Regions from separate parts of the Drosophila melanogaster genome. Here region 2 is linked to region 1. The links are chromatin contacts, called in public Hi-C maps. All regions are on one chromosome and are shown on one strand. The core of a region is the stretch at or near the end of the contact, and the rest is flanking DNA. Distances in the headings are between cores, read along the strand shown.

The links. Hi-C and Micro-C count contacts between places; a contact is called where the count stands out from the background.
Region 2: a contact with region 1 is called in a Hi-C map of the Kc167 cell line, with 2.2 times the contacts expected there. The contact joins the promoter of Ccdc114 here to the promoter of CG14903 in region 1. A contact is called at or near these places in 63 of 107 Hi-C or Micro-C datasets (the Clone 8 cell line, the D17-c3 cell line, the Kc167 cell line and 21 more) and 4 of 6 datasets of contacts at active chromatin or transcription factors (the Kc167 cell line and the S2 cell line).

Annotation. Positions count from the first base shown.
Region 1 is chr3R:16,571,218-16,577,451 of dm6, forward strand. CG14903 reads right to left here and starts at 2,535. Exons shown (of 2, transcript NM_142304.2): 1 at 2,316-2,535; 2 at 1,962-2,183. The coding sequence starts at 2,501. The coding sequence ends at 2,010. It overlaps CG14891, which reads left to right and starts at 298. Exons shown (of 1, transcript NM_142303.4): 1 at 298-1,941. The coding sequence starts at 314. The coding sequence ends at 1,801. It overlaps Scp2 (Sarcoplasmic calcium-binding protein 2), which reads right to left. Exons shown (of 5, transcript NM_079657.4): 3 at 6,104-6,156; 4 at 5,706-5,825; 5 at 3,326-4,177. The coding sequence ends at 3,854. It overlaps CG42342, which reads left to right. Exons shown (of 17, transcript NM_001275712.1): 17 at 1-146.
Region 2 is chr3R:16,621,123-16,627,356 of dm6, forward strand. Ccdc114 (Coiled-coil domain containing protein 114) reads right to left here and starts at 3,595. Exons shown (of 5, transcript NM_142312.2): 1 at 3,274-3,595; 2 at 2,920-3,215; 3 at 2,281-2,789; 4 at 2,033-2,207; 5 at 1,613-1,970. The coding sequence starts at 3,498. The coding sequence ends at 1,754. It overlaps Fas1 (Fasciclin 1), which reads left to right and starts at 4,116. Exons shown (of 14, transcript NM_001275716.1): 1 at 4,116-4,220; 2 at 4,847-5,094. The coding sequence starts at 4,990. It overlaps CG14893, which reads left to right. Exons shown (of 5, transcript NM_142311.4): 3 at 47-557; 4 at 617-1,328; 5 at 1,389-1,580. The coding sequence ends at 1,476.

The DNA.
Region 1 (6,234 bases), core at 1,285-3,784:
GTTGCCTCCAGTTCGGCGTTTCCGGCCCCTCGACGTCGCAACCTTTAATTATAGTTTTACCTTACCTACTACTATATAAATTGTATCCACTACAGCTGTATCGAATACTTTAAGCAAGAAATAAAACCAGCTATTTTTACAACAACAAAAAACACTATTTAAAACGAAAATTAAAAAATAAAAACCGATAAAATGAAATGATATTTTTTTTTGGAATGGGTCTTATAAGCACGGCTTTAAAAAACATGATATCTCACAGTAATCGGTGAGTTTCACATCTTTTTGAAATCAAAGTAAGCCCAAATCAAAAGCAATGTTCCGCATGAGGCCAGATATTAAAAATTTTTACATTGAGCGTGGTGTGGCGTACACCGAAGATCGCGAGGTTGTGCGACAGCTGACGATCTCCGGGAGTAGGCGGTTTTTGAAGTACCAGCTCCTGAAGTACTTCTCGATTTTCGGAAAAGTAGAGAAACTCCATTGGAAAAAGAAAAAAAGATCGGGATCGGTTCTTTTTTATGAGGCTACCCATGCGGCAAAGGCTTTGTATTGTACTAAGCACACTATCGATGGACATGATCTTTATTTACAGGCCAGCACCTCCTGGCACCCAACGCCGGTGGAGGAATCAGGAACTCTTTCTGCCTACGATCTACCCATTACCGATGACATTTGGTGGAAAGTGCTCGATTATCTATCACTAAATGAACGTCTCAACTTTGCCGCCAGTTGTGAAAGATTCCAGGCGATCTACGAATTGGATTCGCATCGGATCAATCATGTTCTTAATATGAAGGACGTTTGCACACTGACCCACCGGGTCATTAAAAGATTGATGCTGCTATCAGGAAAACACATTCATTGTGTAACAGGTGGCCCGCTTCATCCGAATTGGCCGTATTTGACCGAGTTTGTGCAGCTGTTGGGTGTAAGCTGTCCCAATCTAACAGAGCTAAGCTTCTTCAAAATTTCTGTCAGCCTAGCCCACATGACTCACCTGTTCGATGGTGCCAATGGGTTGATTAATATTACCAACATATCCTTGAGGCGTTGTAACCTGAAAGATGCTCACATTTACTGCTTGCAGATGCTATCGAAACTAAAGAGTCTGGACATCAGAGAAAACTTTAGTATTAAAGGCGACAGTTTAAAATCTCTGCCAATTTCCTTGGAGATTTTAAATGTTTCAGGATGCGTAGATCTGTCGCCCAAGTGTCTAATCCAACTTGCGGCCCTGTCGCATCTCCGCGAACTGCGCTGCCCTGGCATTGTCAAGTTTGCGAAAGATAATGAGCTGTACGGACGGCTCGCACATTACTGCCCCATGCTCGAGGTTCTCGAGCTTACCGACTTCATGAATGTGATACAGCTGGGCGGTCTGTCTCGTCTCCACACCTTGGTTATTCACTCTTCCGCCCAGCTTGACTACCATGTGAATAACGTGCTGCTTACGTCGATCGCGGAATCGTATTCGCTGCGCCATCTAGAGATTCTGGATTCTTTTGGACCTATGTCGGATACTTCCTTCGATCTGAGTATTTTCTCCCAGCTTAAAGAACTGCGGACCCTGATATTACATAATCAGAACTTTACAACGCTACACCTAATGGGATTGCAAAAACTGTCTACCTTGGAGTTTCTGGACCTGAGTGGCTCGCCCAATCTGTCCAATGAGGTCGTTGCGAAGTTGACCAAATCGCTTAGCGGACTGCGCCGGTTGAAGGTTGATTTCTGTCCTCTTATCACACGACAATTAACCAAGATCCTAGAAGGGAATCCTAAGCTTCAAGTAGACTTTTAGGTTCAGCTGCGGCTCAACAACAATGTTTTTATATCTATCCTGCTTTCTTTGTAAAATGTAAATTTGTATTGGCCTAACTTTATATTGGACCCGTTGAGCTTATGTAATAAAGTGCTCCGGTCATGTTTTTGACAGAATACAAAGCAAAAACAACGCTTTTCTTTTTCTTAAATTTTTAGTGTCAATAAGCATATACAACAATAATGAATTACTCTTTTAAAAGCTTAAGGTGCTTGACATATTTATGAACCGTGTCCTTAACATAAGGTTTCAAGGCGATGCAGGTTGGGATATTTTCGGGCTGTTCGATCCACAACTTGTGTTTAATCTCGTTCTCCTTTAACTTTTCACTGAGCTTGACCAGAGCACTCTCATCTTTGGCCTGAAAAAGTGTAATACTTTAATTCCATCTCTTTGATTGAAAATACACAAATATTAAGATTTTGAAAAGAAAGTAAAGTGTTGTAGAAGTCCTATGATATACATTATTTAAAATATAAACCCATTTCATTACCTCCAGCACCACTTTGTGCATATTATCCAGATCGTTCAAGTAGGCCACAGTGTCGGCGTCCTCGGAATTCAAGTGAATGACGGCGGCTGTGGCATGGCAACTCTGAGCGATCACCGCCCCCAAGGGCCAACTAAGGGCGGAACGCAAGTCGCTGCGAACTACAATATACTGTACAATATTACTCATGTTCTGTGAAATATATGAATTCCGAAATGTGTTTACTTTTTTTGAGTTAGGGATGTGATAAAAATGTAAAAATATCAATACATCGATATTTTTCTACAAATATTTTTATGGGTACGTATCTTACCAATGTATATCAACACTCAAATATTTAGATATTTTAATGCTCACGCTAAAAATAGATATAACCTTGACAAAATGCCGTAAATATATAAGCAACTGGTCGAGTAATTTGAATAGTAGCTTGGAAAATGGTCATCAGTGTGAACACCCCTTACGTAAAATGTAAAAATACGAGTACATTCGCAGCTTCTGCACCAGGTGGCGCCACTTCCGCGCGCGAAACCAAAACAGTTAAAACTGACATAGATGTATAATGTATAAAACACGGCCTTTTGTTTATTATGGGATACTGGTTTATTTTCCGGGAGCTACCGTGCTTTAAAATATACTACGAATAAATATAAAAGGAAATTAATGCATAGTAAATGGCACTTCAACCAGATTTTTCCAAGACTATGATTTTTTGAGGTTATTGTTAGGTAATGCTTCCTTAAAAGCATTCCACTACGCAATGACCTATTTCCACAACTAATTTACTCATTTTGGCATACGGTGTTATCGGTAGAGTATTAAAGTATCTCTCCATGGCGCTGTTCAGCTAAAAGCACTAATCCATAATTTTCATAAATTGTCTGGCATACATACGTTGATTGTATCGCACCTGATGCGAATGTATGGTATGTGTAAGTATGTTGAGCTTCGAGGCGAATTTACACACCCGCCACACCCACTAAAAAAAAGATATTTGAAGTCGAAAATGTTTTGTATAGATACTTTGATTTTATTATTGTAATTTCTTGGAACACTTTACATTTACATTTAAATTTATACGCCATAGATGCGAGACGATAAACGACGACTACACACACATAACAATTTGACAGTTTAATTGATTTAATTTACGCACCACATTGATACGGATCTGTGGGAGATCCTACCTCGTAATTGATATCATCGCTAGATATAGTCGTAGTTCGTAAAGGTACACTTTTGCATATATGTGTTTGTGTAGAGATACTACAGCTTGCACATTACTCGAAGCCTTGGTATATAAAATATAAATAGTTTGCAGACAGATTACGCTACTAAATTAGAACATTGAATTGGGCAAAATTTGAGATTCTTGGAGAGAAAACAACACTCAACTAACAACGACGGATCATCAAGTCGGGAGGGTTGAGATCTGCCTCCCCTGTCGACAATAGATATATAATATTAATTTTAATAATAATTTCACTTGTTGCATTTGTTCAGTATGTCCAGTATCGGAGCTGTTCTTATTTGGCTGGGTCTTAGAAACTGGTCTTTCCAAAAATGTAGTTGCCAGGCGCATTCACATCCTCGGCGGCGAAGTACTCCTTCCACAAGGCGGCGAACTGCTCCCGGGTGACCTCGCTCTGCCCCTGAGACATCTTCGCAAAGGCTTCCTCACACTCGGTCTTCTCCAGGCCATAGCTGGAGCAGACCAGCGTGAATTCGGTCACATCGATGCCTCCATCGTGCGAGGCATCCTCCAGGTCGAACATGAAGTTCATGTAGGCATTCTGCCAGTCCATCACGCTGCTGGGATCCTTGGCATAGGCGTCCCACATGTTGCACCACTCGTCCACGCTGACCTGGAAGAGCCATAATGGGATGAAGCGTCGAGATTGAGGATTAGGCAGTGCTCCCCGGACCCCCAGATTTATGCATGCATCCCTCCCCGTGCTGAAAAGACCATTAGTGGGTATCGCCTCGGGCGGAGATTCCCCATAAAACACGTTATGGTTGCTCTGGGGGCGTAATTTATGCCATCTAGTGATGCGATATTAACATTTTCTGCCTGCCAATACCGAACGAGCCAGGCAATTACCGCAACATCGCCTTGACCAACTTGGCTGACCACCTTCCACGGCGTTGTCCAAAGCCGAACCGAAACCGAAAGCAGTAAGGGTACCAGTTCCCATTCCATTAATTGTGGCCAGCCGTTACGTTTTGGCATGTTTTAATACGGCCATAAATAAACGCGAGGGTTGTGTCTGACCAAGTCCACTTGTTATGCCAATTGGCACTTCACCCCCTACAGAAATGAACTCTAAACAGCAATTCGAACAGACTGCATATTTCAATGTTTATGGCCGCCGACTGAATTTGCCCCAGATCCTTGACCCTCCGCTGTGTCGCCGAAAATAAAAGAGATGCGTCCTCTGGCCTCGACTGCAGCTCCTTTTCCGGCTAATTTGGGGCCGTGTCACGGCACGTGCTCCGACTTGGATTGCTGCGGAAAGTGAACGATAAATCTTAAGCTGACTGCCACAAAGGCGGACCAACAATAGCTGGGGATTTGGCATATTTTGGCAGAAAACTCCATCAAGTTCCCTGGCCGGTGGCCAGAACTTTTGTGGCTTCATAGCAGTCGAAGTTCCACTACCTCCAGTTGACTACATCGAGCTCAGTTGCGTACAAAGTGCCCTTAAACCAGTAAACCAGTAAAACCGTAACCCTTGGAATGCGCCAATAGAAGCCGAGGTTTTGTCGGTCTGACATTTCAATTTCTGTTCGCTTTGTATCGCATTGTTGCGGGTTTTGGTCGTCGTTTGTGTTGATATTGAACTATGTTCCGCCGGCCCGGATTATAATTTAATTTGCTGCACTGGCGATAGTGCGATTATGGCAGGGCCATTGTGGTGCAAAATGGGGAAACCTGCATCACGCAGTCTAGGAGACAGAAAGTTCGTCCTGGTAATGAGAATAAAGTTGGTAGCAAGTCGGCAAGTTCCCGGCTGGAATTCGGATTGGGTTGCTCAAACCATTCACAATTCAATTTCCGCCCGCTGGCAGGGAATTTGTTTACCCCCCTCGGCATTCCGCACCAATAAAAAGGCAAATTTATGAACGGAATTTCTCTTCCGTTTTTTGCGTTTGTCTGTGCAAAGGACATACCCACATCTGTATGCGTGTGTGTGTGTGTGTGTGTGCGTGTGTGTGTGTGTTTCTGGGGTGTCCTGCACAATTGTCAGCTGCTGCCACAATGGCATCGAGTGCAGTCCATGGATTTCAGCACTTTTGGCACTGACAATGGAGCCGCACAAAAACCCGAATCACTTGACATGTAGTTAGTTGCATTGCCTTTGCAACTCAGCGGGTGGAAGGAATGGAACTCACCTGTCCATCGTTGTCCTTGTCGGCCTTGGAGCGCAGGCCAGTCCAGATTTCCATCATCAGGTCGTAGGTCTCCTTGTTCTTCGGCGTGTCCTTCTGCCAGCCGCGCAGTTGGCAAACGCGCTGCAATTGGCAGAAACAATAACAGTCAGCATGGCACCCTCCAAATTGTGTTATCAGTTGATATTGGCAAAAACAGTGCATGCAAATGGGCAAAAAAAAAACAGTAAAAGACAAAAAACTAAACACAAAAACTGGAAAACATTTGCGCAGCTCTTTTGTTGATGTATGAACGAATAGTTCATATGCAAGTACCAGCATTTCTCGCATGCACTCTTCACAATATATTCACATTTTTGGCTTGCTTTCTTTTTTGCTAGCACCATTTCCGCTCCACTTACCTCGATGGCCAGCTCGAAGTCCTTAACGTCGATTTCGCCGCTTTGGTTCACATCTGTTGCGGCACGCATTATGCGGCATTGTTGTTATTTTGGGGGCAGTCAGCGTAAATTGCATGTTGTTGGTCCCGCAT
Region 2 (6,234 bases), core at 2,345-4,844, 51 kb after region 1:
TACAACAAGGTAGAGCCCCTCATAGGATTTGCTTTCACTTTTCAAGCTTTTTGAAGTCCTGCTAAAGGCAAAGCCAGATGCCCTGAAGAGAATCTTCGTCATCGCTGGCGACTGTCTGGACCCCGATCTGGGCATTAATAGGTCAGATCGCAAGCTCCTAGTTTCTGAGGTGCACATAGTCATCCATGGAGCAGCCACCGTGCGTTTCAATGAGCCACTTCATGTGGCACTGGCCATCAATACACGTGGCACCAGACTCATGCTCCAGTTGGCCAAGGAGATGCTTCAGCTGGAGGCCTATTTGCACATTTCAACGGCGTTCTCCAACTGCGTTATTTTTCGCATCGAGGAGAAATTCTATCCCGAACACCTGACCTGCGACGCGAACTCGGTTCTGGCCATGAGTGAGCTACTGAGTGAGCAAATGATGGACAAACTGGCACCCACTCTAGTTGGGAACTTTCCCAACACCTACACCTACACCAAAGCCTTGGCGGAGGATGTAGTCCTACGAGAGTTCGGCGATCTTCCCCTGAGTATCTTCCGGCCATCAGTCAGTGAGTATTCAATGTGGTTAAAAGGAGAGGATAAACTGATAAACATGGCTTTCTCACAGTAATTGCGACCCATGAGGAGCCTGTTTCCGGTTGGATCGATAATCTCTACGGACCCATTGCTCACATTTATGGCGTGAGCCATGGAGTCCTCCGCCTGACCACCTACGATAAAGATGGCTATGCCAGCTTGGTGCCCGTGGACTACTGTGCAAATGCGGCTCTGGCCAGCATATGGCAAACATCCAAAGACAAATCCCAACGAAATGCTATATCCCAGCCCGCCATCTACACCTTAGCTCCCAGTGAAAAGAATCTACTACTCAACACGGACTTCATAAAGCACTCACTGATCCACCGGAATGATTTTCCACTTACCAAGATGATATGGTACCCGTTCGTGCACAACATCTCAAATCCACGAATTTTCCCCTTAGCCGCCTTCTTCTATCACACTTTACCAGGCTATTTCTATGATCTAGCCCTGAGACTCTCGGGAAGAAAGCCTCGTCTGGTGAAGCTGTACAGAAGTATACATGCCAACATTGCGGTACTAGAGCACTTTATGAACAACAGTTGGCACTTTGAGACGAAAAGCACGGATCGGCTGAGAGTGATGATGTCTCCGGAGGATCGGCGATTGTACAACTTCGATATGGAGACTTTGGACTGGAAAGAGTACTTCCGGAAGGCCCTCTTCGGCATGCGACTTTACCTGACCAAGGAACCTCCAACGCAGGAATCTCTTGAACAGGGTCGGCGACTCTTTTATCGGTATGTTCTTGTGGAAAGATGTTCTATATTTGCATAAAATGATCTCATATACATTATTAGATTGAAGATCCTGCACTACAGCTTTGTGACCCTACTCTGTGTCATAGCTGGCTTCTTATTGTGGACGCTTGTCAGGTTATTTATTTAATCTAATGGCCTCAATCAGAACTCGAACTATTAAAAACCTTGGGTGTTCATTGAATAGACTGTAGTTTATAGGTTTAAGCAATAAACGGACAGTTTAAATTAAACAAATAAGATCGAATTTGAATCGTCCAATCGGATTTCCATTTAACTAGCTTGTTGTAAACTTCGGCAGCATGTATTTCATATATTTATAAGATTAGGATATAAGTTTTATCGGTATGTGTAGATACTTTGGTTATCATTTAATATTTTGGAGAAAAATGAATGCCTACTAATTCTTAGTTTTTAGTTTTCGCCGATTCCCGTATGTTGAATTTGGGAACACGATCCTTTCGGGCCAGTATTTTGTTGGAGTTATCCTCGATATTGATGGCGCTGATGATCAGGTTGACCCGGCGTTCAATGACGCCAATGAAAAGCTTCACATTGTGAACTGTCAAAAAGGTTTTGGTACTGAGCACATTAAGGATAGGAGCATCGTCACAGGCCAATTGTCTAAAATTAAAATGGAATTTGGTAGACAGTCAATAGTAAGGATATATACTCGCAGATTGCACCTGAATATATCCTCGATGCCCTTGAGAAGCTGTTCTAATCTGATGCTCAGGGTTCGCTTCCTTTCTCTGGTCTCCTCCGCCAGCTGCTCGATCCGCTCCTTCTCGGCATTTAGATAGTCAAGTGCCTCGGTCTTAAGCTTCAACTCCTTCTCGGTCTGCTCCGATTTCTGGCGCTCTGTTTGGATTATTATGTACAAATTTTAGTATAAAGACTAGTCTATAGCCTAATTCAGAATCCAACAACACACCTATTTCATCTTGGAGCTCCTGAGTGGAATCGTTGAGTACTTCAACCTCGTGACTCAGTTCGTTTACATAGTTGAAAAGGGCAAAGTTCTCGTCCTCCTGACGCTTGAACTGGGCCACCAGTCGGTCCGCGTCCTCCTCGCCGTAGAGCAACTTGATCTTCTCGATGATCTCCTTGTACTCCAGAAGCTGCCTCTCGTAGGTCTCCTTCTGACTCTGCTTCTTGTCCAGCTCGCGCTGCTCCAGCTCCGGATTGAGGCGCTTTTGTCCCTTGATGTCGAAGAACTTCTGCAACTTGGCGTCGTGCTCCAGGCGGCGCTGCATCTCGCGCATCTCCTGGATGTGCATTACCTTGTCGTTCTCGTTGCGATCCTTTAGGACGGTCAGCTTGTTGCACAGCTCTTCTCTCTGGTCGAAAGCCAGTGTCGACTGGTCTATGAGATCCATGATGAACTTCTTGCCCTCGTTAAACTGGGTTACCATCGACTGCCACATGTCATTGAAGTTTGCCCTGGAGTGGAGTCGAAACGCATTAGCTCAATTCGGTATAAAAACCTAATAATATGGAGAGCACCTAGTTGACTTTTCATAAACCTAGTGTGTATTTTATAGATTGTATATATCTAGCGAGAAATGCTCACCGATCCTGCAACATGTGGTTTATGGCGTCCCTCATCTTGCTGTTTTCAGTGAGCACATCGCTGCATTTTTTGTTGACGACATCCAGGCGGTTCTCCAACTTGACCACGCTCTTCTGCACCTTGCAGATGGTGTCCTTGTAGCAGTTGTCGGGCACTTCGTTGCGCCGCAGGGCATCAATCTCCTTTTCCATTTTCCGGATGTGGCCCTCCAGTTCCCAGAGATTGGTTCGCTCATTCTGGAGCACCCTCTGCAAATCCGCCTGCTGTTCCTGCAAAGTGCCCAGGTGCTTCTCTCTCTGAAACCGATGTAAACCTTTTATATGTGGCTGACTAGTCCATTAAGTGGATATCTACATTGGTGTTCTTTCGCGCATGAGTACCACCTTCTAGAGTCTTGATCTCCTCCTTCAGCTTCTGGTGCTCCACTTGCAGTACGTTGATCATGTGATTCTGCTTCTTCAGGCGCTTGGCCTTCTCCTCGAGGAGACCCCGAAGGTCCAGCTGGAGACCCCGATGCTGGCGTTGCAGCCTCTGCAGCTCGGCAGTTGCCAACTGATCCAGCTCGCTTTGGTCAGTCATCGTTATTGGCTTTCTGAATTCGGTCTTTGCAATGGTATTGTCAAAACTGATAATGATATTAATTTGATTTCAATAGCAAACAAGCGTTGCTGGTGGCAAGTTGCTTAGTAACGGCGTGGTTTATCGAAGACTTTTACCATTTACTTAAAGTAAGAAGAACCAAATAGGTACACTGCTTGTTAAAATTCAATGTTATCTCCTTAGAAAAGTAAAAAAATAAGTGCTTGAAAATTATAACCGGTTCAATTTGGAATAAAATCTTTCAAACAGTAGAGACTCTGCTTAGCGGAGTTATCCACCGCATTCTGTCGTTGCCACATTTTGCGAAACGGTTAAAATGATTATTTATGCTTTTAAACGAAAAATGAGAAAATTTAAAGCAGTCTTCTTGTAATAATAATAAGATTGGATAAACAGACATTATTATAAATCTGACACAGAAGAGCAACGCAGCGCTCGATTTGTACTAATATTTTACCTCTAACAAGATTCGGAAAAGCATAAAAAGCACATAAATAAGAGTCACCGCCAAAGACATGCACAAATAAATATAAATGTTAAGCGATTTATTAACAGTGCACAGTGTTGCGATTTGAAACATCGACAGCTATCGATAACACTCGTTATCGTCACCACACGCTCGGCTTAAACCTGTTCTCCGCTTTTCGTTTTAATTCGAAAAAAACGTTCGAGCGTGGCGCACGTTGCGATTCCTCCGACTGGTACTTGCTCCCCTTATATTGAAACTCTGTGGAAAATCTATACTGTGCATAGGGCATAACTCTAAAATAGCTGCACGGCCCATTTCGCTGCCCTTGCTATTGATTTACCACCGCGCTGCGTTCGTTTGTGTGTGCTACTTAAAGAATTTGTGTGTTTTCCAAGTTTGGTCCGTGGACATTGCATAATTTCTGCGGCGGCCGTTAATGTTAATTCCTGCAGCCCGAGTTTCCGAGAATTACGCAGAATAAAGACCAGAGAGAAAACTATAAAATCGAAAACAGAAAAAAGTGCCGCAGCAGCGAAATGCAAAGGCGCATAATAATTAAACACACAGCGACGGAATGAAGAAAAAATAATACACAATAAGCGCAGCTTTGTTTCTAGTTAAATTGCGTTTGTGTTGTGCTTGCCGATTCCTCGGTGGTCCGTTTTTCGCTTGTTGTTCTATGTGACATAACGGAACTCTGGGCAAAAGCGAACAGGAAGCAGCGATAACCTTGCAAAAACAAAGAAAATACCAAGGAGGACAAAAAGCATGCCAAGCATATATCTGTGAAATAATATTTTCTTTTCCGAGGAAATGCTGTTTGTCGTCGGCTAACTGTTGTTTGCCTTTGAATTGCAGATCTTAATCGTAGAGCAGCACTCACACCAGCACACGCCCCCCGCAAAACAGCACACACAGCCACACTCACAAACGACGTACACTGCCAGCGCATAAACAAGTGCTGTTGTGGTTGTTGTTGCTGCTGCTGCTCGTCCGCTAAAATGCTGAACGCTGCAGCGCTGCTTTTGGCGCTGCTCTGCGCCGCGAACGCAGCCGCCGCCGCCGATTTGGCGGACAAATTGCGCGATGATTCGGAACTCTCTCAGGTGAGTCAGAAGAAGAAGAAGAAGCGAATAACGAGAACGTGGAGGATGAGGAGGTGAAAGGAGGTGGTAGAGTAAGAGCACGAAGAAAAGCAGTAGCAGCAGAAACAGTTGGTGCAAATAACCGAAACACTTGTCCGTAGTCAATTAAGCCCCCAGCACCACCCACCAAACGTCGCCCCCCCTCCCCCCGCTCACCCTTGGGTACAGTAGGGATTGCCTGCCATGAACATTAGTAATCCTTTTCTATCTTTGCAACCGATTAAATTAATGCGAAGAGTTACACTTCGAATATTTGTCAAAAGTATGTTTGTTTAGGTATCCGTACGCGCAACATGTAAAATTTGAACACATTCAGGGGCTTTTATTAGTCTAATATATCATTTCGTTGGAAAAGTATTTCTTAACTGCCTACATTTTATACAGTAATCAGTCGCATTTTTTCTGTAGCCAGGGAAACTGCCAAAATTAAAATAACTTTTGTGTGAGCAAAAAACAAACTATTTTTAGCAGACATTTATGCGTTTAAATAATTTTTTCAGCCTTTTGAATATGTTTCATATATTTCTGTGATGCCTTAATTTCTTCTCATGGTCGGATACCTTATTGCAATGATAAAATCAATTTTTTATTATGCCTGACTTGGCTTTGGCGAAGTCAATAAATTTACCTTGCCACCTAATAGTGGCAACTTATCAAAGTTCGGCTGTAATTGTGCCACCACCCACAAGACGCCGCCCCAATTCGTTGGCCTTGAAAGGAAAAGCCTTGGTGGAGTGTGCGAGGAGGCGGGGCAGATCGGGCGGGAAAAAGGAGCCTGCGCAAGAGGGACGCACCCGCATTTGGGCACAGGTAGCGTAGCCTTCGTTCCGGCAGCATCGTCCTTGACCTTTAGCCATCTCACTTGTTGTTGGACTGCGGAAAATCGATGATGCTGCCTAAAATCCCTGGCGGCAGTTCAGGTCCAGCCGACCGCTAAGCTCCACTTGGCCACATTTCGTATGCATGGCGGAGTTCGTTATGTAAAAATGAAAAGCCACATAAATTAAGCCCAGGTCTGCTGAATTGGCTCTCCCCAGCAAAAGGCAAATGGTAGAAAAAACGCCGGCCGTTGACGTCCACTGCGCATAACAGTTTTATATT